7 separate regions of the Sus scrofa genome follow, and regions 1, 2, 3, 5, 6 and 7 are each linked to region 4. A link is a contact called in public Hi-C, HiChIP or PLAC-seq and promoter capture Hi-C data. All regions are on one chromosome and are shown on one strand. Each heading gives the region's core, a stretch centred on a gene start, on an enhancer-like site or on the middle of the called end of the contact. The rest is flanking DNA. Distances are from core to core; before and after follow the strand shown. Region 1 holds the start of RAI14 (retinoic acid induced 14). Region 2 holds the start of TTC23L (tetratricopeptide repeat protein 23-like). Region 3 holds the start of AMACR (alpha-methylacyl-CoA racemase). Region 4 holds the start of TARS (threonine--tRNA ligase, cytoplasmic). Region 5 holds the start of C1QTNF3 (C1q and TNF related 3). Region 6 holds the start of SUB1 (activated RNA polymerase II transcriptional coactivator p15). Region 7 holds the start of NPR3 (atrial natriuretic peptide receptor 3).

What was found. Promoter capture Hi-C pulls out the DNA fragments that hold promoters and counts their contacts. Hi-C and Micro-C count contacts between places; a contact is called where the count stands out from the background. HiChIP or PLAC-seq counts read pairs in DNA pulled down with a chosen protein or histone mark.
Region 1: a Hi-C map of liver shows a contact between it and region 4, with 8 times the contacts expected there. The contact joins the promoter of RAI14 here to the promoter of TARS in region 4. A contact is called at or near these places in 3 of 47 Hi-C or Micro-C datasets (embryonic fibroblasts, heart right ventricle and liver).
Region 2: a contact with region 4 is called in an H3K27ac HiChIP or PLAC-seq map of skeletal muscle, with 4 times the contacts expected there. The contact joins the promoter of TTC23L here to the promoter of TARS in region 4. A contact is called at or near these places in 1 of 47 Hi-C or Micro-C datasets (embryonic fibroblasts) and 1 of 2 datasets of contacts at active chromatin or transcription factors (skeletal muscle).
Region 3: an H3K27ac HiChIP or PLAC-seq map of alveolar macrophages shows a contact between it and region 4. The contact joins the promoter of AMACR here to the promoter of TARS in region 4. A contact is called at or near these places in 1 of 47 Hi-C or Micro-C datasets (liver) and 2 of 2 datasets of contacts at active chromatin or transcription factors (alveolar macrophages and skeletal muscle).
Region 5: an H3K27ac HiChIP or PLAC-seq map of alveolar macrophages shows a contact between it and region 4. The contact joins the promoter of C1QTNF3 here to the promoter of TARS in region 4. A contact is called at or near these places in 2 of 2 datasets of contacts at active chromatin or transcription factors (alveolar macrophages and skeletal muscle).
Region 6: a contact with region 4 is called in an H3K27ac HiChIP or PLAC-seq map of skeletal muscle, with 4 times the contacts expected there. The contact joins the promoter of SUB1 here to the promoter of TARS in region 4. A contact is called at or near these places in 1 of 5 promoter capture datasets (liver), 2 of 47 Hi-C or Micro-C datasets (heart right ventricle and skeletal muscle) and 2 of 2 datasets of contacts at active chromatin or transcription factors (alveolar macrophages and skeletal muscle).
Region 7: a contact with region 4 is called in a promoter capture Hi-C map of fetal skeletal muscle, with 5 times the contacts expected there. The contact joins the promoter of NPR3 here to the promoter of TARS in region 4. A contact is called at or near these places in 4 of 5 promoter capture datasets (fetal liver, fetal skeletal muscle and liver), 4 of 47 Hi-C or Micro-C datasets (embryonic fibroblasts and omental adipose tissue) and 1 of 2 datasets of contacts at active chromatin or transcription factors (alveolar macrophages).

The regions. Positions count from the first base shown.
Region 1 is chr16:20,266,635-20,270,335 of Sscrofa11.1, forward strand. It overlaps RAI14 (retinoic acid induced 14), which reads left to right and starts at 2,094. Exons shown (of 20, transcript NM_001128462.1): 1 at 2,094-2,198.
Region 2 is chr16:20,439,823-20,443,170 of Sscrofa11.1, forward strand. TTC23L (tetratricopeptide repeat protein 23-like) reads left to right here and starts at 1,431. Exons shown (of 12, transcript XM_021076626.1): 1 at 1,431-2,823.
Region 3 is chr16:20,021,749-20,025,413 of Sscrofa11.1, forward strand. AMACR (alpha-methylacyl-CoA racemase) reads right to left here and starts at 1,591. Exons shown (of 5, transcript XM_003133873.4): 1 at 1,217-1,591. The coding sequence starts at 1,475.
Region 4 is chr16:19,453,232-19,456,828 of Sscrofa11.1, forward strand. TARS (threonine--tRNA ligase, cytoplasmic) reads left to right here and starts at 2,063. Exons shown (of 20, transcript XM_021076644.1): 1 at 2,063-2,276. The coding sequence starts at 2,220.
Region 5 is chr16:20,057,595-20,061,358 of Sscrofa11.1, forward strand. It overlaps C1QTNF3 (C1q and TNF related 3), which reads right to left and starts at 2,034. Exons shown (of 6, transcript NM_001145386.1): 1 at 1,648-2,034. The coding sequence starts at 1,950.
Region 6 is chr16:18,756,982-18,760,679 of Sscrofa11.1, forward strand. It overlaps SUB1 (activated RNA polymerase II transcriptional coactivator p15), which reads left to right and starts at 1,905. Exons shown (of 5, transcript XM_021076608.1): 1 at 1,905-2,033.
Region 7 is chr16:18,839,286-18,842,897 of Sscrofa11.1, forward strand. NPR3 (atrial natriuretic peptide receptor 3) reads left to right here and starts at 2,255. Exons shown (of 8, transcript XM_021077060.1): 1 at 2,255-3,612. The coding sequence starts at 3,214.

The DNA.
Region 1 (3,701 bases), core at 844-3,343, 810 kb after region 4:
AGACAATATCAATCCCCTACTTGACCATCAATCTCCCAGCAAGTGGCAGAACTTCGGCTGTGGTCTGAGGTATGTAGTTTGGCTTTCAGCGGTGGGGGGGATTTAGAAAAGGGTCTTGGAACATTGGATTAACCACAAGATCTCTTAAATAACCATCTCTCGCCCAGAGTTGGATTTGCTGATGTAGAAAGTGGGACTACAGATTCAGGAGAATACAGAAGCCACCTATGGGAGAGACAGGGCTGACAGAGGCAGGTAGGCTCCTAGGCAGGTGGCTGGGACAGGGCCTAGCTATGTAAAAGAGGAAAAAAAAAAAAAAAAAAAAAAAGGCAGCAGCTGCAGCAGCAGCAGACAGGGTTTCTATGAATGAAAGGCTAATGACCCTGCCTGGCACAATTACTGTTTGATATTTTAACTCCTTCAACTATATTAGATGCACAGGTTAACTTTCTAAGGCATCATAGTGCCTACCACACTCCAACACCCACCTTTCCAGTTGCTCCGGCTGGAAGGAAACTGTCCTGCTAAAAGGGGAACAGAAACTTGCACGTGGCAGTATTGTTCCCCAATAAATATCCCACAGTACACCATTCATGTGAACCGCAGTGAAAATCTGTATTGTGGACACTGCCAGCATTAAACCAAAAAGAAGTTTACCAGTTCACATGTCTTTTAGAGGGTGATTTTATTTGAGAGAGATGAAAGGAAGAGTGTACATCTTGCTTTAAATCGACTGTTCATCACTTCTTTAAAGAACCTCTGACCTATGATTTAGAAAGGGAAGGCCATGCAACTAGTCACACACCTTCTGCTCTCTGCTAAGTCACCTGTTAAAGCTAAGACAGGCTGTCCCCTTGGCTTGGTGGTGGGTGGGTGATGAGGGGGTACAGATAACGTCTGTCTCCAAGTCCTAAAGATCTGGCCGAGACATTGTAAATTGACCTCTGGCAAGGAGAATTTCATTTTTGTTGGAATTGCTTTTTTAAAGAAGTTCAATTGATTTAGAGTGGATCTCACCAGAAAAGGTCTCATACTGCTTATTTATTCAAGAAGCTGTCTGCCCTCAGCAAAGGATGTAGAGTTAACAGGGAAAGCACAGGGGTTTTGGAGAAAAAAGACTTTTTAAGCCATAGCTGGTTAGCTTGACCAATGAGTGGCAAAGCTGATCCAAATTAAGTGAGAGGTAGAGAGGTTTGCAATCCCTGGAATTAAAGGAGGAGTCTGTCACCATTCAAACGCCAGGCTCAGCAGCTGGGGAAAGAAGAAACTCTCGAGGGATGTGTGTGTGTAAGAAACTCTCGAGGGGCGTGTGTGTGTGTGTGTGTGTGTGTGTAAAGAAGAAACTCTGGAGGTGTGTGTGTGTGTGGCCAGCCCCCTTTGCATCCCAGACCTCGCAGGGCGGGCATTCCCAGAGGTGTCGCTCAGTTCAGGCTGTCGGTTTCTCCTTCCCAGCGCCTGGGCAACACAACGCTGGGAGTCTTCTCCTGCCACCTGAGGAGTGTTTGGAACAGTCACTCCAACCAACTGGTTCAGTCCAGAGAATATGAGCGTATTCTAGTTTACTTTCTGTTCAAGAATTTTGGAGAAAACAACCGACTTAAAGGAGCTCGGATGAGTGACTTTACAACACCCCCACGACCACAAACGACTTTGGACATTAACCAGAAAGGAAGACTATTCAGGATCTCATCCGTCTTAAACCCGGTGGTTTCCATTAACTTCAGGTGATGAGGCTCAAACAGATCCACGGGGGAGGGTCCCACGATCTGGGGAAAACTGAAAGCAAGCCGCGGACGCCACGGCGCGCGGGCCTGAGGAGGGGGCGGCCGCCGGGCGGGAGCACCTCCAGCAGGTCCCGGCCGGAGCGCGGGGCCGGATCACCTGACTCGCGGAATTTGGGGCCGCGCGGGGGGGAAGGGGAGGGGAATGGTTAGCACCTCCCTCCCCGCTCCCGCGGGATCCGGGTCGGCGGGGGCCGGCGCCGGGCGGCCACGTGGTGGTGCTGCCGCTGCCCCCGCCCCGCCGGCCCAGCCCGGGAGCCGCGGCGCCCACTGACCCCCGCAGCGGGGGAGGAGGAGGAGGGACCGAGGCGCAGGAAGCCGAGCAGGAAGCGAGCCCGGCGGCCGCGTTTTCCTGGGGAAGCGGCGGGCGGGGTGGCGCAGCCAGCGGGGCCCGGGAGCCGCCGCCGTCTCGATGGGGTGAGTTCGCGGCGCTGAGAGTTGGGAAGCTCCCGGGAGCGGGGTCCTCGGCTACGGTCCCCGCCTTTGTGTCTGGGACTCGGATGAGGGAGGCGGCGAGGAGGCGCGGACGGCGCGCCGGGCAGAGGGGCTTGGCGGGGTGGCTGCGAGGGTCCCGTCACCGCTCTCTTGTCCCCGCCGGCCGCCAACTGTCTGCCGAGGACAGATTGAGAAACAGAGGAAGAGGAGGATGGTGGGGGGTCAGAGTAGAGAGGGAGGACGAGCCAAGTTGGGAGAGGGGTCCTCTCCTACCGGCCCCCGCGACTCGTAGGCCGGCTGAGGCAAGGGTGGTTGCGGAGGGAGCGCGGGTGGGAATGAATGACCAGCCCCCGGCAGGGCGTTCTGGCTGCGCCCAGTCAGCTCCCTGTCCCACCTGCCTGGCCGGTCCGGCGCCTGACTCCCCCGGGTCCCCGCTTCTGGACTCGACGCGCCTCCGCGCTGAACTTGGAGGAGGTGGGAGGAAGGCGCGAGCGGGAGACTCGGCGGGCTGGGGCGGCCGAGGGTCCGCTATTGTTCCTTTTCTGACTTCAGGAGCCCTCAGCTGGTGCAAGGGTGCAGGCGACGCCGCTCCGGGCGCGGGACTGACCCCCGCTCCCGGTTCTTCTTGTCCTTTTCCCTAGCGCAGCTCCGAGAAGGGCTGGGAGGAAAGATGCTGGAGTTCGGGCCGACTCCGAGTAGCTGGGACTTGGGGAGGAGGGAGGATGTGGAGCCGAGAGAAGGGCTCCCGCCCGCCATCCACTCCAACCTCTGCTCTGCAGGGTGGGTACCCTCCCTAACCCACCCTCTCTTCAGTGCTGGCTTGGGCAGGTTTTTGTGTCTGTTGTTTAGTTTCTGCAGTTTGCAGAGTTCATCTGCTAACCCCTAGCTGACGCTTTCCTTTGCGTTTGGACCTCGTACCCCGCTTTTGTGAAGAGGGGTAGGCTCAGAGCCGGGAGAGGCTGCAGACAGACTCCATCCAGGCAGACGGAGCCCACGGTAAAGTGGAGACGTTACAAGTGACCTCGCAGCACCTGGGCTGTATAGCCAAGCTTGCGCTTCTCCAAGGAGCCCAGCTCAGGGAAACTTTGTTTCCAACGATTGGGGCAAATCTGCGGACTCAAGGCCGCTCACCTGGACCTCGCGGGTTCCTTTGGCCGCAGGGTCACAGGTGATTTAGTTTGGTCTCTGTTTTCCTTCCAAGGGAGGAGACTATTAAGCGCCCTGGGATGATGGGACCATTGCCAGTTCTCTGGAGAATGTGATCTCAAGACCTGCAGGGCCTGGCAGAGGGAGGAATTGCCTTTATGGATCAGTAAGACAGAAGCTCATCTTAGCCATTAGAGTCTCACCTCTAAGGTTTGAACATAGTTGGAGAAGAGTACATCACAGGGAGGCTGCATTTTGATTGCTCTGACCCCAGCCTGAAGAGTCCTGTTTACAGGTGTGGCTGGGAATTTTATTACTGATGGGTGTAGTCTCATCATG
Region 2 (3,348 bases), core at 181-2,680, 990 kb after region 4:
TCAGTGGATTTGTAGGAGAAAATGTCCCAATAAAAATGTAGAAAGGAGAGCCCGGCCATGATGACTAAGGAAAGTCGAGCCAACTGTCCCAACCACCCCTCCCCCACACATCTGCTTCTGTAAACTTGTTTCTGCATCTACTGCCTTGCCTGACGTCGCTCTGGTCCAACCAGCCAAGCATGGACCCGGCAGAGGTAGCCCATAAAAGCCTTGTGAAGCCCTTCTTCGGGGCTCAGATGCCGGAGAGCAGAGAGCGATCTCCTCTGAGCTTGCCGGTGTAATAAGCCTGAGTTCTCCAACTCTGCAAGTGCTCACTTGGGTTCTCGCTGGGTGAAAGAGCTGATACACTGCAGCCACAGGGGTGCGGAGCTAGTACACTAAAGCCAAAGGGCTGTCACTAGAGCTGGTATACTACAGCCACAGGGCTGTCACCAGAGCTGTTACGCTGCGGCGCAGGGCTGCTGGGCAGCTGCTGTTAACAGATTAAGGATCCAGTGTTGCTGTGAGCTGTGGTATAGGTTACAGCTCGAATCCTGTGTTGCTGTGACTGTGGCCTAGGCCAGTAGCTACAGCTCCAGTTCAACCCCTAGCCTGGGAACTTCCATATGTCATGGGTGTGGCCCTAAAAAAGCAAAAAAAAAAAAAAAAAAAAAAAAAAAAGGAAATTAACCCATAAAAACCTAGGACTCCAGGACTCCATGCTGTGGGGTCGCTCTCCCTTTCTGGGATGGTCCGCATTCTGCCTAAGGAGTATGTATTCCTCTAAAGAAACTTGCTTGCTCTTTACTGTGGCTCTCTAGAATTCTTTGCTGAGTGAAGCCTGGAAGCCTCACTTGGTGGCCCATTCTAGGGACTCCTGCAAGTCCCAGGACACGACCTCTCCTGCAACACTCTAAGTTTACATTTGCAGCCAAGGTTAAGAGGCAAGGAGAGGGGAAAAAAATGGCACAGAGGTTTAGCAGTCTAAGTCTTTTCACTTGATTTCTAATTTTACAAATGAGGGCAACTTGCTTCTGGTCAGAGCTAATTAAATGAAGGTGGAACCAGAGTGTCAGCTGTAGCAATGGGAATTTAGTGCCTGCTCTGGTACCACTTCACTTCACAAGGATTGCAAAGCAAGTGATCAGGAAAGAGAAGTTACATGGAACACACTTAGAAACAACCAGAGCCGTTTCCTAGCTGACAGAACATTTAAAGTTTTCAATTCAATGAAGACCAACTTGTAACAAGTGTAAGGGAAATAAGAGAAAAGGAAACCTTTTCATCCCCATACATGTTAAATTGTTCACAGAATCACAAAAATCTGTTGTTTACCCTCACAGAATTCTGGAAGGGGTTTTAGAAAGCCAGTGGTATAAGCACTCTCAATGTACAGGCAACAAAACTGAGTTCTCCCGGCTGTGACTTGCCCCAGGGCACACAGTCCAAACCAGAACCCTGACATCTTTGAAGCCAGGCTCAATGCTCTCATCATTGTTTGTGCTAAGGGTTCTTTAGGAAACAGAGTAAAGGAGGTGAGCTTCTTCCAAAATTTTAGCTCAGGACTTAAGGGTAGATTCAAACCTTAATATGCCATCCAGGTTTTACTTAAGAAACATTAAAGCAAACTCCTTAAAGTAGCTCCTCCAACCCAACTCCAGAAAGGTTATCTTGGCAATTTTGGATCAATAGCAATTAAAATTCAACCTCAGAACTGGAAAGAACAAACACTAAATGTAAACACCACGGGTCAAGTTCTTGGTAAATATTTTCCTTCTCTCTCTACCCAGCTTTTTTGTTTTTTTGAAAATGAGGACATACCAGTTCCAACTTGACTTGTCACAGGCTCCTAATTCATTGTGGGGTTCATGACAGTATTCTTGTGTTTTACAAGGTTGTTGGAGCCAGTGCGGGTCCTTTGGGTATTGACCACAAATGCCCTGCACCTGTCAGATCTGAGTTGTTACCACTGTATATATTTCATGCCAGTGAAGATGGGTGGGATAAGAATACATGGTGCATAACTTCGGGCTATGTGGTGTTTGCCAAATGTGTCTTCTACCCTCAAAAATATTCTCTGAACTGCTGATCATTAGCAGAGCTAGTGATCCATTTCTTAAGCTACTCACTTCCTGCAGGCCACTTCCCTATCCATGCAGAGCAACACAGTGCCACACTGTCAATAGTTCAATCTGAGCCTTTCCTCCAGGGCCCGGAAAGCCCCAACACCTAGGGGAACTGCGAGGGTGCAGGGCCCGTGGAGAGGCCCGCGGGGGTCACAGGGTGTCGCCGAATACAGTCCGGCAGGCATGTCATGTAGCAGCCTTAAATAAATCATAGAGCCCGACACCCTTTCCATCCTTCCGTGGGATTTATCTCCTCTTCCGCGTCTTATCTCCAAGAGGTAAAGTCCCTTAGAGAAAAACAATAGTGGACGGTTCAGCCTCAGCCGAGAAGGGTGGGTTGAGCCTAAGGTCACCCTAGTCTCGCCTGCTGGGACCGGAAAGCGGAGGGTGCCGTGGCAGCTGCGGTTGGCTGCAGCCGCCTGGGATTCCGCCTGACCGGAAGTGCCCCGCGTCGCTATGGCTACAGGCGCGGATGCTCTAGGCGCCGCCGGGAGCGTTCCGTTCCCATAGCAACCCCATTATCTCGGAGCCAGAACCAGGGCGGCAGGCTCCAGGGGCCGAAGAACCTGAGCGTCTGGCTTCCGCAAGGCAACCCTGCGGTGCCTTTAACGAGGCCCGCCAAGGTCAGGACGCTGAAGCCGCCCGAGGAAGCCGACCTGCCGGGCTGAGGGAGCCGGGAAGGCTAGCTCCGGGCCGTGGCTCTTCTGCCCTCGGCCAGGTACGCCGTGCGACCCCCTCGCTGGCTTTTCAGTCCAGAGCCTCTGCTGTCATGGCACCGCTCACAAGAAAAAGCCAGGGGAAGCTCGGACGGTGCTCAGAATGTGGCGTAGAGGTTTACGAAGTTAAGGCGAGGCTACTGCCGAAAAGAAGCGGTTTGCACTTGAGAGAGGGGTCATGGTTTGGTGTTAGAATTCAGGGCCAATGTGAAACTTCATAGGAACAGAATTTAGGAGGTTGAGAAGTCAAAACCCCTCGCCCTGGCCACAGTTTTGAAAGTAGAGATTAGAAAAACAAGTTAATCCTCCCTTCTGGTGTTTAGATTGTGGGTGTTGTGAAGCCGGAGTCAGAGAGCTACTCTGGGCTCAGGTGGGAGTGAGTGACATTGTGCAAGGTGAGGTGAGGAGCGACTTGGAGGGTATTGAAGTTTGGTATATAACTCAATTTGGATTTGATTTAAGCGGCAGGGATAGCCATGAGGAGTGAATTTAGCAAATAATTATAAATGAAATTTTTTGCCTGGGTT
Region 3 (3,665 bases), core at 341-2,840, 570 kb after region 4:
TTAGATAAACACCAGCCACAATTTCCTCCCCTGTAGCCATGTCTGTATCCATAGCTCTACCTTTCTAATTGCAAGACAAATTATTTAACCACGTAGAGCCTCCTTCAACTTCAAATGGGGCCTTATTAAATTATGATATAATCCTACTACTAAATTATAGTCCTCAAAGCTGGCTCTGAGGGTAAATGAGTTAACACATTTAAATATGTCTGGTGTCCCAGAGACATTCATCAAACATTTACTGCCTTTCTGCTACATAAGAGCTGAAGCTTTGGATGGCTCCTTGAGCAAAATTATGGTGGCAGTTGTTATCGGAGGATAGATCAGAGTGGTGCTAGGCCCAAACATCAGCATTAAAAAGACCATTATAACTGTGTCAAGAAAGCTGCAGTACATGTGGGGAGAAAGAATCCTGAGTCATAGAAAGGATGAAGAATGTCGGGGTTGGTGACAACTGAAAGCTGGGGGGCAAGAGGTGGTACAGAGGAGGAAGATTGGTGTTCTAGATGAAATACAAGTTTCTGAGTCAGGCAGAGTGGGTGGATATAGACCCCACTGAAAATAAATAATACAGAAGGAAGAAATGCTATTTTAGGAGGAAAGATGATGGGCTCAGTTTGGAATATGTGGAAGCCTAAATGCCCCAGGACTGGCATATAGAGATACACAGGACCTGTGTATTCGTGCAGTCTGTGGCTCTAAAACAAGCAGGTACAATTACAGATTTGGCCATCGACTGCCTGTAAAAGGTAAAAATAATGGGAATGGATAAGGTGGCTCCAAGAAGCAGAGTGCCCAAGAAATTGAACTGAAGCTGGAAGTCGGGAACACTAGCATTTAAGGCAGAGTGTTAGCCTGGGTCTGCAGACGCCCTTATGACGATGTACCTATATGGAGTTTTCGGGGAGATCAATTCTCATAAGGTTCGTGACCCTAAAATAATTTTAAAAGGCAAATATAAAAGGGCGATTAGCAAAAAGAGGAACTTGGGAAGAAGTCAGAAAAAGAGGTACAAGTACAAGAGCAACAGTAGTATCTCGGGTTCCAACTATGGAAGACTGTCTCAGGGGGGCAACGACAATATCAAATGCAGCAGAAAAGTCTGGAAAGACAGGGACGTCTGTGGCAAAAGGGCAAAGGTGTGCTGGGCCCAGCCCCAAACGGTCTGGCGCCCTCCCTCTTTCGGGACTAATCTCTGTCGAGGCCGGGCGCTCACCAGGGCGGAAGGGCTCCAGCACCACGTCCGCCAGTGCGCACAGACGCCGCATCACCGCCGGTCCCTGTGGCAGCTTCAGGTTCACCACCAGCGAGCGCTTGCCCCGGGCCAAGGGGCTCGGGTCGCCAGGGGAGCCGGGTCGGTCTACACGCACCACCTGCGCCCCGAAGTCCGCCAGGACCATACCGCAGAACGGGGCCGGGGCCAGGCCGGCCAGCTCCACGACCCGAACGCCCTGCAGCGGCCTGGCGCCCCGCATCTCCCTCAGAAAGCGGAGAGGAGCAGACAACCCTCAGCTTTTAGCAACGCCGCACACCCCCTACTTCCCTTGCGGGCCCCTCCCGCTAAGCGGCTGCGTCAGGCCGCGGAGTCTGCGCAGTGGCGCGTTTTCCAGCGCCGCCTCCGCCAGTCGGCCGACCCCAGCAGGCTGGGAGGCTTCGTATTTGGTCCCTTTCCCAGTCCAAAATTGTTCCTAGGGCTTGACCTTGGGATCGGTTGGCCGGTCACCGTCTTTTCTTTTCAGGACGCTTCACCCTCGGTGTGTCCATCCCAGCCGTTGTGCTTTGGGCCCTACACCTTGCTGGTCCTGGAGAAATAAAAAGTACATAAGCATTTGAGAAGAAAGCGGCATTTTTTCCGTGGACTGCAGACTGTCTCTTTCACCACCCTTACTTCTTAGTCACCTGATGTTTCACCCACAAATGACTCGCAGGAGAACATGAGAGCAGGTGGTGATCATCAGAGCCAAATGAGAGGGCTTTAAATATTTTTGATTTGTCACCTGCCATTCTACAGATAATTACAGCTTTGTTAAGGATCAGGGCCCTGTGAGGCTCAGGGGCACAAAAGCCCTCTGTGTCCCCCATTTCTTGTTCTTAGGAAATGGGCCTCATTTAGCCTCCGTGACCAAGGGACAGGTTCAGACAGTTGCCAGTCAGGGAAGGGAGGAGATGCAGTGACAAGGGAGGAAGAGCCAAGCAACAATAGTACAGGATCCTGGATCACATAGTAATAGAGGCATCTTGTACACCCCCAAAAAAGTTAGATTCCTTATGCTTCTTTCAGAAATAAATACTTTAAAGTTGAACAGCTTAGAGTCCTTCCTTCTCCTTCTCCCTGACTTAACTGCATCTTAAAAACAATCACTCTTAAGCTAAAAATAGGCACCCTAAGCACAATTGCCTGTGGGTAAAAGATTATTAGCACAAGATGTTTTTTAGGAATTGCCTAGTTCGTTCTAATCGCTGATCAATATGCCCTTTTCCAAGTACTGTTACTCCAGGCAATAACCCAGAAGACCACCATCGTGATCCTGCTGAGATCTCCTGACTCCAGCTTTGATGACTAAGATTCCCTCAAAGAAAGAAGGATGCATGTTTGTCCTGATCCTGTTTCTTCCCTGAAAACCTATTTTTTTCCTTTTTACGACAGAACTCCTCACAATTCTTTCCAATGGAGGGAACAGTCTGTAGGGCATTAGCCTGTGACCCTCCTTTGCCTGGCAAAGCAATAAAAGCCATCTTTTTCTCCTTTACCCCAGACTCTGTCTCTGCAATTCAATTAGGCACCAGTAGACAGAGGCTGAATTTTGGCAACAGTTTAAAGTTATACATTTTTTTCTTTTTCTGGCCACACCTGAAGCACATAGAGTTTCCCAGGCCAGGGCATGAATCAGAGCTGTAGCTGAGGCCTGAGGCCTACACCACAGCTTGCAGCAATGTTGAATCCGTAATCCAATGAGCAAGGCCAAGGATGGAACCTATCTCCTTATGGATACTATGATGGGTTCTTAACCCACTGAGCCACAATGGGAATTCCCTTCAAGTTTTAAATTTAATTTAATTTTATTTTATTTTATTATTTATTTATTTATTTTGTCTTTTTGACCTTTCTAGGGCCGCTCCTGAGGCACATGGAGGTTCCCAGGCTAGGGGTCCAATCGGAGCTACAGCTGCCAGTCTACACCACAGCCACAGCCACAGCCATGCCAGATCCAAGCCACATCTGTGACCTACACCACAGCTCAGGGCAACACCAGATACCCAATCCACTGAGCAAAGCCAGGGATCGAACCAGCAACCTCATGGTTCCTAGTCGGATTCGTTAACCACTGAGCCACAAAGGGAACTCCCAAGTTTTAAAGTTTAATGCACATTTTTTTAAGGCACAACAAAATCATCACAGATAAGTCCCACTGCTTGTGCTTAAGAAGTGTTCTAGGAACTAGAGAGAGATTGAGAAAAGGCAAAGCAAGGAAATTACTGATTGGCTATACCTTAAAGCTTTAAAGCCTAGTTGACTGTTAGTGTTTAGTTCTTACCTTTGATTTCCTAACTTTGAAGGATTTCTCAGTTTGGTCTGCTCATGGAGACTGCCAGGGCATTAGAGACACGTCATCTAACAAGTCCTTGTCTCATTAACTTAAGGCCTCCTTGTCCCTCTCTATCCC
Region 4 (3,597 bases), core at 813-3,312:
AGTTTGCATAACATTATTTTGTGCTCTGGATTTTAGATGTGTTCAAAGTTCCCATCATTGCTTGGCCCAAAGTATGCATATGATGAAGGAACTCCTTCCCAACACCAGAGGGCACTGTGCCACCAGGATACTGCCAACAACTGATTTTTTTTTTTTTTTTTTTTTAAAGGGGGGTGGGGATGGGGCAGCTGCTTCTAATTCCTGCCCACTTTGAACACTTCAGGAAAGCCTTTTGCTTTTTCTTCCACCATTCTTAGGCCAGGACTGATTCTGAGGTTAAATGAGAACAAAGGGTTAAGAAAAGCTGCTAAAGATCAAGTTTCACAGTAGTAAGAACAATCTGTCATTATTAGCCTATATTCTGCCTATATTTTGCTTCTAACAAATTCAGTGACCTTGATCTTTCTGGTCCTGGTTATTCTTTTTCAAAATTAAGATGCAATTCTGAAAACCTGTCTAAAGAGCATAATTAACTTGTTTTGCATAGAAGGTAAGATCCTATTGATTCCTACTCTAAGTATGGAAAGTCAGATTGGTTTATTTAAGCCTATAAAATTGCGCATAACTCTTGGAACTTCTTAAACACCCACAAAGTACTACCAATAATCTACTCTTATTAACAAAGTTAGTTTTTCAAGCAAGGATTATCTCAACACGCATTAATTCCCTCAACACGTATTGAATGTTAACTGTATGCCAGGCTTATATCTGCTAGATGCTGGCAAAAATACACAAGTTGTGCTTTAGAGAAGCTTTCAATCAGTAACTTTATAATCGTAAAACTGAACTGATAGGTGCTATAAAGACAGCTGCAGGAAGATCTAACAGGGAGACTTGCTCCATTCAGTAAGGGTCAAGAAATGGTTCCCCTAAGACAACAATTCTTGAGAGCTAACATAGGTGCAAAGTAGGCAAAAAGCATGTGGAGCAGGAAGAGATAAGGATGGGGAGAATAAACTCTGCAGGTACAAAAAAAACCTGTGGGAGCACACCTGAGAAACAGTAAGATCACTCGTTCACTGCATGGTGAAGTGAAAAAGTTGGGCAGTCAGAGGCCTTCAAAGCTTTGGCTATTTTTATACTGAAAGTCCCTTGAAGAAGAGTTTTAAGCAAGAGGTTGTCATGATCATATTTGTATTGTATTCTGGTGCCATGTGAAAAATGAATGCAGAAAGTCGGGTCAGGAGGCTATTGGTTATTGATCTTCACGGAAGGACGACCCTGAAGGTGTCAAGTTGTCAAGGACTGATATTTATAAAGTAAAATCTATAAAACCTGGTGATGGAGTAAGTTGGTGATGGTCATAAACTATAGACGAACTCACTGCACTTCTGATTTCAAATTAGTAACGGTTTTCAATTGGCTGGTAAAATAAATGAAAGTAGACCAGGAGATTCGAAACACTGAGACCTCTACGGGAGAATCCGTGGAGTCGGAGTGGTTATTTCCTTAATTGAAAGTTTCACTGCATGTTCAATGCTTTCTGATGCAATATAGGTAGGCGGTGACATGTACTAATGAACTTCCGAGCAAAGGCGCTCGTTCCTGGATCACCAAGGCCTGGGTCTTGGGAATCCTGAATTGCAGTGAGGAGGGTTCACTCGATTCACTGCCACAGACTTGGGATCCCTGAGAAGTCTCCAGAACTCAGCAGTCAGGCCAGGTCAGGCGACGCCGAAGCTGCAGGGAACGCTGGCCACTCTTCCGGAGTCCGGCCCCAGCGGCAGGGATGATATTCAGGTGGCCGAGACTTCCCGGAAACTTAAACTTAGCTCCTCTCTCTCGCTACGGTGGCCGAAAAGGCCCTAGAATAATAGGTCGAGTCACCGAGTCACCCAGAAGAAGGCGCAGGCGCACTGCGGACTTCTAGGATCTGGGAAAAGCCGGGTACCCTGGGAAAAGCAGGCCTGCGGGTTTAACGTCTGCAGTTTCTTCTCCTGCCCCTGCCTCACTCTGATTTCTTAGAAGGACTATAGCCCGACAAGCTTTTTCATTGGTTTAGAGAAAGGAGGGCCCGCCATTCCCCCTTGTCGATTGGCTGCCGCTTCTCCCGTCAAGTTAGGAGGCGGAGTTTGGGCGCTTTCCTATTGCATCAGCTGGCACGAGTGGCGCAAGCAGAGGATTTCCGGGCGTTCAAGCCCAATTCTATCTGTCGTCCACTCTCCTGTGCAGCCTATCGTTTTGGATTTTTTTTTTTTTTTCTTTGGGGTGATTTGCCGATGTCTGAGGAGAAAGCCCACAGTCCTTCAGGAAAGATGGGAGGCGAGGAGAAGCCGGTGAGTGGGCAGAGTAGAGCCTGGAGGTTGGGCTGGGCTCTCCCGGTACCCACGTTGCTTTACCGGGGAGCCAGGGGTGGAGGAAGTGGCCCCGGTCGTGTAGGGGGTGCGGTGTAGGGGGGTGGAGGAGTCCGAGAGGGGCAATGGAGCTCCTGAGTAAGTCAGGGCCTCCTTTGGCGAGGAAACTCAAATTCATACAGTAGAGCGAGGCCTTGCAGGTCTTTTCAGGGTCCATTCTCTTTTGTATATGAAGAAACTGAGATCTTGAGTGTCTTGCTTTGAGTCACACAACTAACTAGAAGCCGAAGACAGAATTAGAGTCTAGGGCTCCGGACAGACTCCTAGACTCCTGTCTTTCGCTCACCATAGTTGGGAAGAATGTTGCAGGGCCTCGTTTAATTCTAAAACCGCGTAGGGGTAAGATCCCCAGTTTAAGGAAGGGAAAGCCTAGTCACCGAGACCTGGTCCAACTTGCTCAAGCTTTGGGTGGTTTATAATAAGTGATGGAGGCTGGGTGACCGCAGCTGACAAACTCTAGAGAAGTTACACACTTCCCTGCTTGGTGCTGGAGGCAATACTTAGCCCATTCGCAAAAGCTCAACATTTCAGCTCTGAACTTTCCCTTTAGTATCAGGAACATCCTCAGTCTGTTCTGTGTACCATTTTAATGTCCCTGGGCTGTTCTACTTAACGGCTGTGCACACATGGGGAATTATCTACTTTCTTTCAGCCACTATTCTCATTTGTAAAATGGAGAGGTATTTTGAAGACATAAAAGCCTTGGTGTTAATTCTCTCCTTTTCCATTACTTCTGTTCTTTTAGCAAATACCCATAGGATCAAAATCAAAAACATTTAATCAGGAAAATAGAATTATTTAATTATCTTTCCATTTTAAATTTTCACTGACAGACCTGCAATTAATTTTTCCCCTTCTTTTTACCTGATATGGCTAATCCTATAGTATTTTTTTTAATTTTTTTTTTTTTTTTTGTCTTTTTAGGGCTGCACCCGCAGCACATGGAGGTTCCCAGGCTAGGGGTATAATCAGAGCTGTACCTGCCGGCCCCTGCCACAGCCACAGCCATGCCAGATCCAAGCCACCCCTGCAGCCTACACCACAGCTTGCAGGCAACGTAGGATCCTTAACCCACTGAGCGAGGCCAGGGATCGAACCTGCAACCTCATGGTTCCTAATCGGATTCTGGGTTTCTGTTGCACCACAGTGGGAACTCCACTAATCCTATAGTATAGAGAAGGCATGTAGGTGTTCTTATATTCCTGTCGGTTAGTGCTTTGCCTGATTAGAATTGGTTTAAGAT
Region 5 (3,764 bases), core at 784-3,283, 600 kb after region 4:
GGGTGTTGGCTGCCAAAAAAATAACGACCAGTGACAGCCTGCATCTGCCTTCTGCTGCCTCTGGGGGCTCACACTGCTGCAGCCAGGAAGGGTCCAGCAAAGAGCCCACGGAAGGTCCAGATCAAGGCTCAGACAAAAATGCAAATATCTTTACCACTGAGAATAACACAAATTAGCACGAATCACTCTTAAGATGGGCAGATGAAAGGACAATCCCGAAAGGGGGCTTTCAAAAACAGGGTTGTATTAGAGGTTATCACTTCTGAGGTTCCGAAAAGGAAAGAATTTTTCTTTTTTTGATTTGGCCCCACAGAAGGATTTGGGCCACTGCATCTGTGGTCAAGTGACAAGTCCCAGGTTTGTGCCATGTCTAGAGCTGAGTCTGTGTGTGATCTTGGTTGATCATGTTACCTGTCTCAACCCAAACTTTCATCTGTGGTAGGAGGGGTTTAGATTTCAACTGTATGGATTCTTTCAGGGCCTGTTCAATGCATAGAAGCAGTTGATTTTTGCCATAAAACGGATTTGTTCAGAGACTGTATAATTCAGAGAAACCCCCCTTGCCCCCCTCATCTGATATCAGCATGCTGGATACCTAGAAGGCAAATCAAAATCTACTTCTTCCTTATGTTGTACACCTGAAATTAACATAATGTTATATGACAATGAACCTCAATTTAACATTTTTAAATAGAAATAATAGTGTACTTAAAAACACATTTCTTCCGTTCTTAACATTTTCAGTTGAGTTTCATCAATTTGCCATTCACTACACTGAAACCTTAACTCACTCCCATACTACCCTGAAAGAGTTAAAGATGTTCCCTTAGATGCTGAGCTCACACTCCAAGAAATAAATCAAGTCCTCTGTGATTCTCAGGCATTAAATCCCGATTAAATCAGGCTTGCATTTTTAAAGACAGTCTTTTTTAAAATTTTAACTCTTTGGTCCTTTTTTAAACAGGGTGAACGTAGAGGCTTAGTAACCTAGACTGCCATAAATCAAATAACCAAGCCTGGCATGAAATGTCACAGCACGCTTGCAAATCAAAAGAAAAAATTCAAAGAGCAGCTTCTCGCTGCTGGAAGGAATTAGGCAAGTCCAACTTTCTTGTGATCTGCAAATGATTATCTCCAGCGATCCATCTGTCTGCAAAGGTCAGCTCTCCTCCTTTCCCCACAAACAGAGCAAGAAAGAAATCGAGTCATAGCAGTGCAGGCAGCTGGCAGCCCCTGTTCCCCTTTCCTTCTTTTTTTGGGGGGTGGGTGAGGATGCCATGCTTGCAGTATGGAAGTGCAAGTTCCCCGGGCCAGGGATCCAACTGGAGCCACAGCAGTGACACCCCGGATCCTTAACTGGAAGCCACCAGGGAACACCCCTGTTCCCCTTTCTGATGGGACAGTTTTGGCCTCTTATCTCAATACATCCCTGCTACCTCTGCTGATTTTCTAACAGAGACCAAGCAGCACACCTAGTACCCCAAGAGCCACCCAGACAGAGACCCACAAGGAGCTCAGCAAGCTTCTGGAAAGCATCGATCCTTGGATCAGAGCTGGAAGGAAAAAAAAAGAGAGAGAGAGAGAGAGAGCAAGAACAACACAACTCATAAGCTTTGACAGTAATCCTTAGAAGAGAATTCTGAGTACCTGGCCCCAGAATGGGGTGATCTGGGCTAGGTCATCTACCTCGGGGTGCGGTAGCTCATCGGCTTTCAGGGATTTTAGGTCTGCAGAAGTGTTATTATCCACAGTCCCAGTTCTAGCATGGCTCCGCTCTCTCACTTTCTCCCTCCTGGAGCCGCTACGGCCAGTCTGCTGATGGCTTTGCACTATTCTTGCCACCACTTTATTAGCTCTTCCGCTCACCTCCATGTATTCATCTTGACACAGGCAAAAAGGGAGGAAAAGCAAAGCCAGCAGGTGCCAACAGACGAGCTGCCTCCCCAGCATGGTTCTCAAAAGAGCCACAGAGCCTCCCCGAGGCAGACGGCTGGGACTCCGGGCGCCGTGGTCTCTTCCGGCAAGTGCCAGGGCTGGAGAGGAGGGCGGCTGCCGGTCGGGGCGGTTTTATACTTCGCTGTGTAATAAATAAGGCTGCCGGCCTGCCAGAGGGAGAGCGGTCCTCCTCCGCGGGCAGAACGGCCCCCATTCATCACTTTCCCACAGCACAGGCAAAACGATTTGTGTGCACAGCTCCCAGTTGGTGGGGTTCAAAAATGTCACACCTTGGCACGTTTTTTGGTTCCAGTGTGAAGAAAACATACGCGACCAGCTGGAAAGCGGCAGCATGTGTCCAGTGGTTTGCTTTTGCGATTAGACATGGAAAGGCTGTGCCTTCGCGGTCTGAGATGCCTTTTGGAAAAACCTCCTCTGGGGCTTGCCAGGAAATTTGGGCTTAACTGCATCAATTCCGTCTGAAATGGCAGTGGGAATCTGTTCAGGGCGATCAAGAGAGTGGTACAGTTGCTCGTTCCCCACCGTAGCCCGCTTAAAGGAACTCATTCCCCCTTCTGGCACCGGTGGCAGAAGGCGAGTGGGTGATTCCGGCGCGCTGGGCTGGATTCAAGCGCAGAGTCTCTGGGTTTAGCAAAAGCATTTCCCCATCCTAAGTTTCATTTCCTTTTCCCTGGACGTGCCAAAAACCGAGGCTGGATCAAAGTGGACCAAGTCGCTTACTGCCAGATAAAGATATAATATCCTGCTTCGTATTAGAAGGTTGTCTGTCTCTGGCTCCTCTTTCTGCTGCCACATTTTTTTATTAAAATGGAAGAAATGCAAAGTGTCAAGCCAAACACCCTACTTTCAAGGAGATCAATCAGCACGGAGAGCACTATCATTTTCTTTATGATACTTGCTACATTTTAATTAAATTGAGCCAAAGAGAAAATGGACATTCCTAACCTCTTCATGGTAATAAATCAAGAGCACCGGTGTAACTATGCCATTAAAAATTGCTTCTATTTCCATATCATTTTCTCTAATATCACTCATGCACTCAGCTAACAAAAAAATCTGGCCCTCCCCCATGAGGACTGAAGAGACCTGGGGCCTTAAAAGCTGTGAATGGCCAGCGTGTGATGTTCAGAGGTCAAGGGTGGCGCTGTAAGAGGCCAGGCCTGATGCTGAGGCAACAGAGCATCTGCCGAGGGGGAAGAGGCCAGAGGGCTGCTCACAGCTGCCCTCCTCACTCAGCAAAGGGGCCTGGGAACCAAAAGCCACTTCCCTATGCAAATTGCATCACTCCTGCAACTGCCAGAACAGCTGCCTCTCAATCCCGCATTATACGTGGAAGGGATTTGGTGCTGAGGATGGAGCAAGAGAGTGATTCAATAAAATAAAAGCTCACCAGTTCACAAGTACAGGAATCTTGGGAGTCATGCTTCTTCCAAACAGGCAGCTCCCACCTAGAGGGGTTTTTGAAACTCTGCCTTCCCCATTTCATAAGTTAGCCCTTAGGGTGTCCAGAATTTGCCCACTGGTGGATTCTTTAAGTTCCATGATGAGCATTCTTGGGCACATATCCCGGGGGGAGGTAAGCCCATCCAGTCAGCAATAGCTGCTACTGAAAATTTTTAACAGACCTGGAGCTGGAGACTGGGAGGGTGAGGGGGGCAGCTTTTAGCTCTTGTGGATGAGCAAGAGGATGACATACTGCTGTGGGAGAAGAGGCTCAGGGCTGACTCAATGGGCATGCACCGTCACTGGGGAGGCCTTGGAAAACATTTCATAGGGAGACCTCAAAGCAGGAAATGTCTCCAAAATCT
Region 6 (3,698 bases), core at 655-3,154, 700 kb before region 4:
TCTCTATTTAATACTTTTCTTGCTTATTGTCTGCTCTATGAGTTTAGAGTGACCCTATCAGTTTCATTCTTTCCTAAATTCCCACCACTTAGAGCAGTGCTGGCATACAGTAGTGGTGTTGAATACATGTTAACTAAATGAGTGAATAAACCGGGAAAGGACCTTTGCTCAGTTTCCTCCATGTAAGTAAAGAGAACTGTAGCTCTTTCCATCTCAAATGAGAGGGAGGGGAGGTTGTGTGTTAAGTGACTCCAGCCAGTACCCTGAACTCTGTCCTTTCTCCACTAGCATCCAGATTTTGAAAGAGAACTGAATTCGTGGCTCCCAGAGCCCAGGCTGCCAGGTGATCCTCTAGTTATTCCACTATATGAGCTTATTCCAATCAGACACCCCCTACAGAGCCTCAGGGCACCACTGGCCCCAAAGGGAACTTTGGTCAGCTTAGCCATAGTTTGTGGGGGTCCTTTCCAAACTATCTTTGGGTGTGTAAACTCTGGGCTGGCAAACGCTGAAACAGTGGTTAATGAGTAAGTTACTTTTCTTTTTTTCTTTTTTTTTTTTGTCTTTCTGCTTTTTTAGGGCTGTACCCGAAGCATGTGGAGGCTCCCAGGCCAGGGTCTAATCGGAGCTGTAGCCGCTGGCCTACTACGCCAGAGCCACAGCAACTTGGGATCCGAGCTGCCTCTGCGACCTACACCACAGCTCAGAGCAACGCTGGATCCTTTACTTACTGGGCGAGGCCAGGGATGGAACTGGCAACCTCATGGTTCCTAGTTGGATTCGTTAATCACTGAGCCATGACGGGAACTCCAATTTCATATTTTTAACAGTTCAATTTTCTCATTTTTCTTTTTGACTTTTTCAATTTTCTCATCGAAATGTATCTTTATGTATTGTAAAACGCACAGATATTAGGTGAAAATCTAACCACCACTCAGACCAAGATATATTCAGCATTCCAGCAGGTTCCTTCACTCTCACTCCAAGCGATACTCCCGAAAGGTAACCTAACCTAGATCCCCATGTATTATTCTTGCCTTTGTAGGAACATCATATAAAAGGAATTCTACACTTTTTTTTTTTCTTTTTAAAAATGGTCATCTAGCCTGACACTGCATGATTGGGAATGGGCTCGAGCTTTTTCAGTCTTCCTCAGTCCGTCCAGTGTGACTCCAGCAGTGCAGGGTTTGAGTCATGACACACTCCCTGTACAGCCTACAGCAGATGTCTTTCATCTTGTTGATCCTTGATGTCCTCATCTACAAAATGGAGAGAATAATCATTCATACTTTGGAAAGTGCTTGTTAGGATAAGTAATATTTAAGTGCCTCATTGCAGTGTCTGGAACATAGGTGTTTGATAAATGTGTGTAGAATAAATATATGTACATACATGTACATATATGAGCTTATATTTATTCTTGGCTTATATATATATATATATTCTTGGCCATAGTAGGCATTCATTAAATATTCATTCAAATAATCTATTGGCCGTGTTCCTGCTTGTAGTATGGATTTCTCTTGCCTTCTGTGAACTACCATACACCTCCAGGATTCAGTTTAGGTATTAAGGATGTGTATGTGACCGAAGAGGTCTGCAAAGTTTTTTTTTTTTTTTTCCTTTCCCCACTTTCTGGAATTAAATGCTGTGAGTTTGGCTTCTTCCCTTTGAATTTTACCAGCCAGGGTCATGTATGGACATTTCATTTTAATACAAGAAAACATTTATTAAACAAATGCAAAGCTCGGTGCTTGTCATTCTTGTTTTATTCATTCCCTCGTTCCCTCACAGGTCTGATCCAGTCTTGGCTGCATCTCACTTTTAACGGCATCGGTTCAGGACCAGGGGAGGTCCCTTTAAAGCCCTGGAAAGGGTCTCGGTGTTGGTTTCCGCGGGGAGGCCACGCCCCATCACGTGTCCGCGGTCCCAGCGGGGCGGGGCCGGAGACTCTTAGCTGCCGTCAGTTCCGGTTCTCTGTCAGTCGAGAGCAAGCGAGCCAGCAGGAGGTGGTTCGCCTACCCGAGCGGAGCGTGAGTACTCGGGTCCCGGTCCTCCTCCTTCGAAACCCCGACCTGGCCGACCCCCACCCCCTCAGCCCAACCGCTTACTACCTCCCCTCGTTCCCTCTCGTCCGCGACGGCAGCGGGAAATGGCGGCGGTGCCCGATCTCCAGCTTCTCCTCCTCCGCCTCCCCTGACCCTCTCTTCTGTACCCGACCCCGCGCCTCACGCGGTGCAGGCCCCTCGGCGCCTGGAGGTGGCACCCGGGGACAGCGGCCTGGGGCGGCTGGACACGGCCGGGCCGGGGCGAGGAGCCGCGGGGAGGGGGCCGGGGCGCCCCCGGGACAATGCGGCGGCCTGGGCTCGGGCGGGGGCGCGTGCGGGGCCTGCGCTTGCCCTAGGCCTCTCTGGTGCCCCCACCCCTGCCCCCAGGATTGGGGGGGCCCTCCAGGGGTGAGGGAGAGTGGGCCAGGGCGGAGGAGAACCCAGGGGGCGGCAGTAGAGACTGGGGTGGCAGGGGACGGCTGGTTTGCTGGGGGGTAGCGAGCGCTTCGAGAGAAGAAAATGGCGCTTGGTGCAAGTCCCTCCTCTTCCCACACCGTCTCCTCCGCATTTCGCTGCTTCCCACGCCCCCTCCGACCAACCTGCCTCCCCTCGCCCAAGTCGTTGCCTGTCCCGAGGTTCTTGGTCTTGTGAGACCCCCCCTTCTCCGTTTTAGTGTTTATCACCCTCGTGTTGTACCGAATTCGTCTGTCCTTTGGTCCTAGTTTATTTTCACCTCGTCTTTTCTAATGCTCCCTCCCCCATGCCTTCATCAAAGATAGAAGATTGATTTTTAGGTTGTGTTTTGTGTATGTTCTATACCGGCGCTTTTCGTATCATTTTTGCCTTCAGGAGGAGCCTGCCCCGCCCCCTTTTTTACCTCGAACAGTAAAGGCTTATTCAGTAAAAATTAAAATGTATTTTGTTAGAAGTTCAAAGAGGCTGGCTTTAGTTACCATTGCCTTCTCTTCGTGTCGGATGGACTGACTTGGGTTAGACACGAGGTGGTTCTTTGAAATGGTCTTAGGCCCCCAGGTACCTTTAACGAACAGATGGTATAGTTATGCTTGACCGTTTTAAAGTGAAATATAGATTATGTTCAATTTAATTACCTTAAAAAATGTTTCTTGGGCATTAATCGCAACTAGCATAAAAAACAACAAGATTGATTTTGGAGATTAGGTTGTAAAGTGGGGCACTAACAGGACTCATGTATACAACGTGGTTTTATGAATGTTGCTGCTCCCTTCTGAATTTACTCCTCCTGTCATCAAGAAATTGCCAGTTAAAAGCAGTAAGGCTGAGTTGGGCATAGTTTGAGCTTCTTGAATTTAGTGCTGGCCGGGGATGGCCCATTTCTTTTACCTTGACCTCCTATTGTGCGGCACATTCAGTGCCAGTGCAAATGCAAGTTTAGTCGAGAGCTGCGTTATTTGTGATCTTTCATCCAGCAACCATTTACAGTATGTGTTGTGTACATTGGGCCCTTTATGGCACACAAAAATTAATAAGACTCAGGCTTTTCAGAGATGGAGAGAACAAAAGATACTCGTTTTGAAAGTAAGCATTTTACCACTTTTTTTTTTTTTTTTTTGGTCTTTTTGCCTGTTCTTGAGTCACTCCCGCGGCATATGGAGGTTCCCAGGTCTGGGG
Region 7 (3,612 bases), core at 1,005-3,504, 610 kb before region 4:
TGGGTTGTCACTGCAGCAGCTTGGGTGGCTGCTGTGGCATGGATTTGATCCCTGGCCCGGGAACTTTCACATATGTGAGGCCAAAATAAATAAGCAAATAAAAATGAAAGACCTTCTTTAAAGATCTGAATTTCTGTAAAATGAGTAGGTCATGGGGATTTAATGTACAACATAGCGAACATAGCTAATCACACCCTATTGCATATTTGAAAGTTGCTAAGAGCAGATCTTAATATTCTCATCACAAGAAAAATTTTATTTGTAACTATGTATGGTGACACATGTCAACCGGATTGGTTGTGGTGATCATTTCACAATATATACAAATAATGAATCATTGTGTTACATCCCTGAAACTAATATAATATGTCAATTAATACCTTAGTTAAAAAAAATCCTAGTTTCTGCTTAATGGAAAAATGTAAGGGGTGCATTGAACATCCGCAAGAGAGGTAACACTGGCTTTTCTGGTTCTGCTGCCTAGTTTGGGGGCTCTTCCCTTCCACATCTTAGTTTGTGCTCTTGAGTGACAAACTGGAGTGGAGAGCTCTGTTCCAAAGGCCACGGAGAGGCCGTGACACTCACTCAGACGTAAAGGCACTGCCCTGCCTGTGACCCTGGCTGGGCAGCGCTGGGACAGGGAGAGGCTTTCACACCCGATGCCACTGAAACCCCAGACTTTCCCACTAAGCCCGCGCTACACAGTGAGCGGAATCATATCGCTGTTGGCCAGTGTTCCCCAGACACAGGGCATAGCGAGCGGTAATAGTAAACCCTGGTTTCTTCACGTCTCCTGGCAACCAGTTTCGAAATCCATTAAGACCCTTGGAATTCGGGATTTAGCTTGTTGTTCTCTCTCTCTCCCCCTCCCTTCTTCCTAGGAATTCAGGGGGGATTTAGTCGCTGTGAAGCTCTAAATCTCAATTTCCAGTGTGTGGGGGGTACCCGTTTTGGGGGGGAAATAAAATTGTATACAGATGCCTCGTGTGCTACTGGCTAGCAGGTCTAGTAACATGAATGAAGGTTTTCGCTGGAATTATAAGGTCCTACTTGAAGATTCAGGGACCACAGAGCATTATCTGAAATCTAAATGCCCCGAGGATGAAACGTTACTCAGCTACATTTACAGTGTCAGAAAGAGCGATAAGGAGGGTGATGTTAAGAGTGGCGAGCACTGATGCCTGAAGTTGCTACATCTCCGGAAACCCCAATTTACCGTTTCACCGTCACAAATGAGAGCGATGGCTCTTTGAGATCCCGGCGTTAAATAAAGCAAAACAAAACAAAACCCAAAACAAACTCAGCGCCTGGGGAGGTGGCAACCGGGGTAGACGGCGGCTGCAAGTTTCTGCCGAAAGAGGGCGTTGGTCTAAGACTAAGAGAAGTTTATGGACAAGAACGCCCAGTCAAATGAAAGACCATTTTAAAATACTTTCAATTTATTTTAATTCGCGGGACCTAAGTGGTGGAATTCACCCTTCCAAAGTAGCAGGTTCACATTGCAAATGACCTCGGTGAAATGTTAACCAGGTTCAGAGGGTCAAGTTCCTCTAGGTCCTGCCCTGCAGCGCAGCGCACTCCGGCGAGGCTCTTCTGGTCACTGACTTCTTCAAGGCCGTTTCCATCCTCGTCTCCAACACTGCTGTGGCTGGGACCAGTGGCGTGACTGGGTCTCGGACGCAGGACCTTTCTCGGCCTTGGAGAACCTAGAGCACAGGTTCTCGCGAGCCGCGGAAGAAAAGCGGTGGGATTTCCCAGCGCAAGGACTGGAGCGGAGGACGCGACTCCACCCAGGGGCCTTCGGGAAAAAGCTTTCGGAAGAAGGTCTCTTTATGTAGTTACCTGGTTTAGCAAACAAAGCCCAAGGATGCCTTGGAGATGCTTTTCAAGCCTTCTGCCACCTCCAGGCGAAAAAGTGTTCTCTCGCCTTTGGGAGCAACAAGTTTCGCTTTTCTGCTCGAAGCGCGCCAGCGGAGGTGTTCGGTGCGCGGGGAACACTGGGTGCGTGGGGAACGCTGGATGCGCCGCAGCACTTCGGCTCCGGCGCGAACCCGGGCTGCCCAGGGGGAGGAGGCCGGCGGGGGGCGGGGGAGGACGCCGGGGCTAGCAAGGCGTTCCAGGTCCGCGACCTAGACGTCTGCATCGGTGCCTTGGTCCTTGTTCCCTGACCTTGAGCCAGGGGGGCTGGGAAGGTCGACTGCCCGCCCCGAGTCGCTTCGGGAGGGAGTGTGGCTGGAGTGAGAGAGAGGTGAGAGCTTTTTTTTTTTTTTTTTGCAACGAAACCACTAATTTCTAGGACCACCCCATTCCTCTTTTTTATTTTTTTTTTTTGCACGTTATGTGTGTGCCTGCGCGCGTTTCTTTACTTTCAAACACATTTCCATTTTTAAAGGCCGGAGCTGAAGAGAGGGCTGCCGCACGCGGGGCAAGGGAGTGGCGGGGACCCTGGTGGCAGTGTGGAGCGGTGGGGGCTCCTGCTGGTGCAGACGTGGGCGACTGCGGCTTTAAGGAAAAGGCCGAGGTCTGACGGGGAGTGGGAGTTAGGGACAGGGGAGGGGTGGGAAGAGTAGGGGTGCGGGGAGGAGCCCTGATGTAAGAATGTTAATGAGAGGCTCCCCAGCCCAGCCCCCACCACTCCCCACTCCCACCCTCCCCACCGGTTGGAAATACAAGCCCAGCCTCGGCGCGCCTTGTGTGGTAACACGCTCCGCCGCTGCCACGCTATTTAAACTCGGGTTATGGATCCAGGAACCGGCGCGAATCAATGAGATCAAACGCGAGGGAGATGCACCGTCAATTACAAGCACCTGGACAAGTCTAACTTTTTCTTCTTTTACAAATACGCTTTCAAAAGAAACCTTAGCAACGCCCAAATAAGAAGCCACCTCTAAGCAAAATAGTATATATAAAGGGAGGGCGAATATATATATATATATTTATAAAAAGTATATTTATAATATAGCTGTATAGGTTTACACCCGGTGAACTTTTTCTTTTCCTTTCTTCTTTTTTCTTTTTTTTAAACGAGTGGCATTGCAAAGGAGGACTCTTCCTCTCTATCTTTTGGCGAGTTAGTGAAGGGGGTATTCTATTTTCTTAGAGCGCCCAAGGGGGCGCAGGGACCTCGGAGAGTAGAGTGGGGAGGAAAGAGGAAGGGTGGGTGGGGGGCAGAGAGCGAGTCCGCAGCGAGGGCAGGCGCTTTCCTGCGGCACGATGCCTTCCCTGCTGGTGCTCACTTTCTCCGCGTGCGTACTGCTCGACTGGGCGTTGCTGGTCGGCTGCACGGGTGGCGGTGTTGGCGGGGGCCCGGGCGGCGGGCGCCGGGAGAGAGAGGCGCTGCCGCCGCAGAAGATCGAGGTGCTGGTGCTGTTGCCCCAGGACGACTCGTACCTGTTTTCCCTGGCCCGGGTGCGGCCGGCCATCGAATATGCACTGCGCAGCGTGGAGGGAAACGGGACCGGGCGGCGGCTTCTGCCACCAGGCACTCGCTTCCAGGTGGCCTACGAAGACTCGGACTGCGGCAACCGCGCACTCTTCAGCCTGGTGGACCGCGTGGCGGCGGCGCGGGGCGCCAAGCCCGACCTCATCCTGGGGCCGGTGTGCGAGTATGCG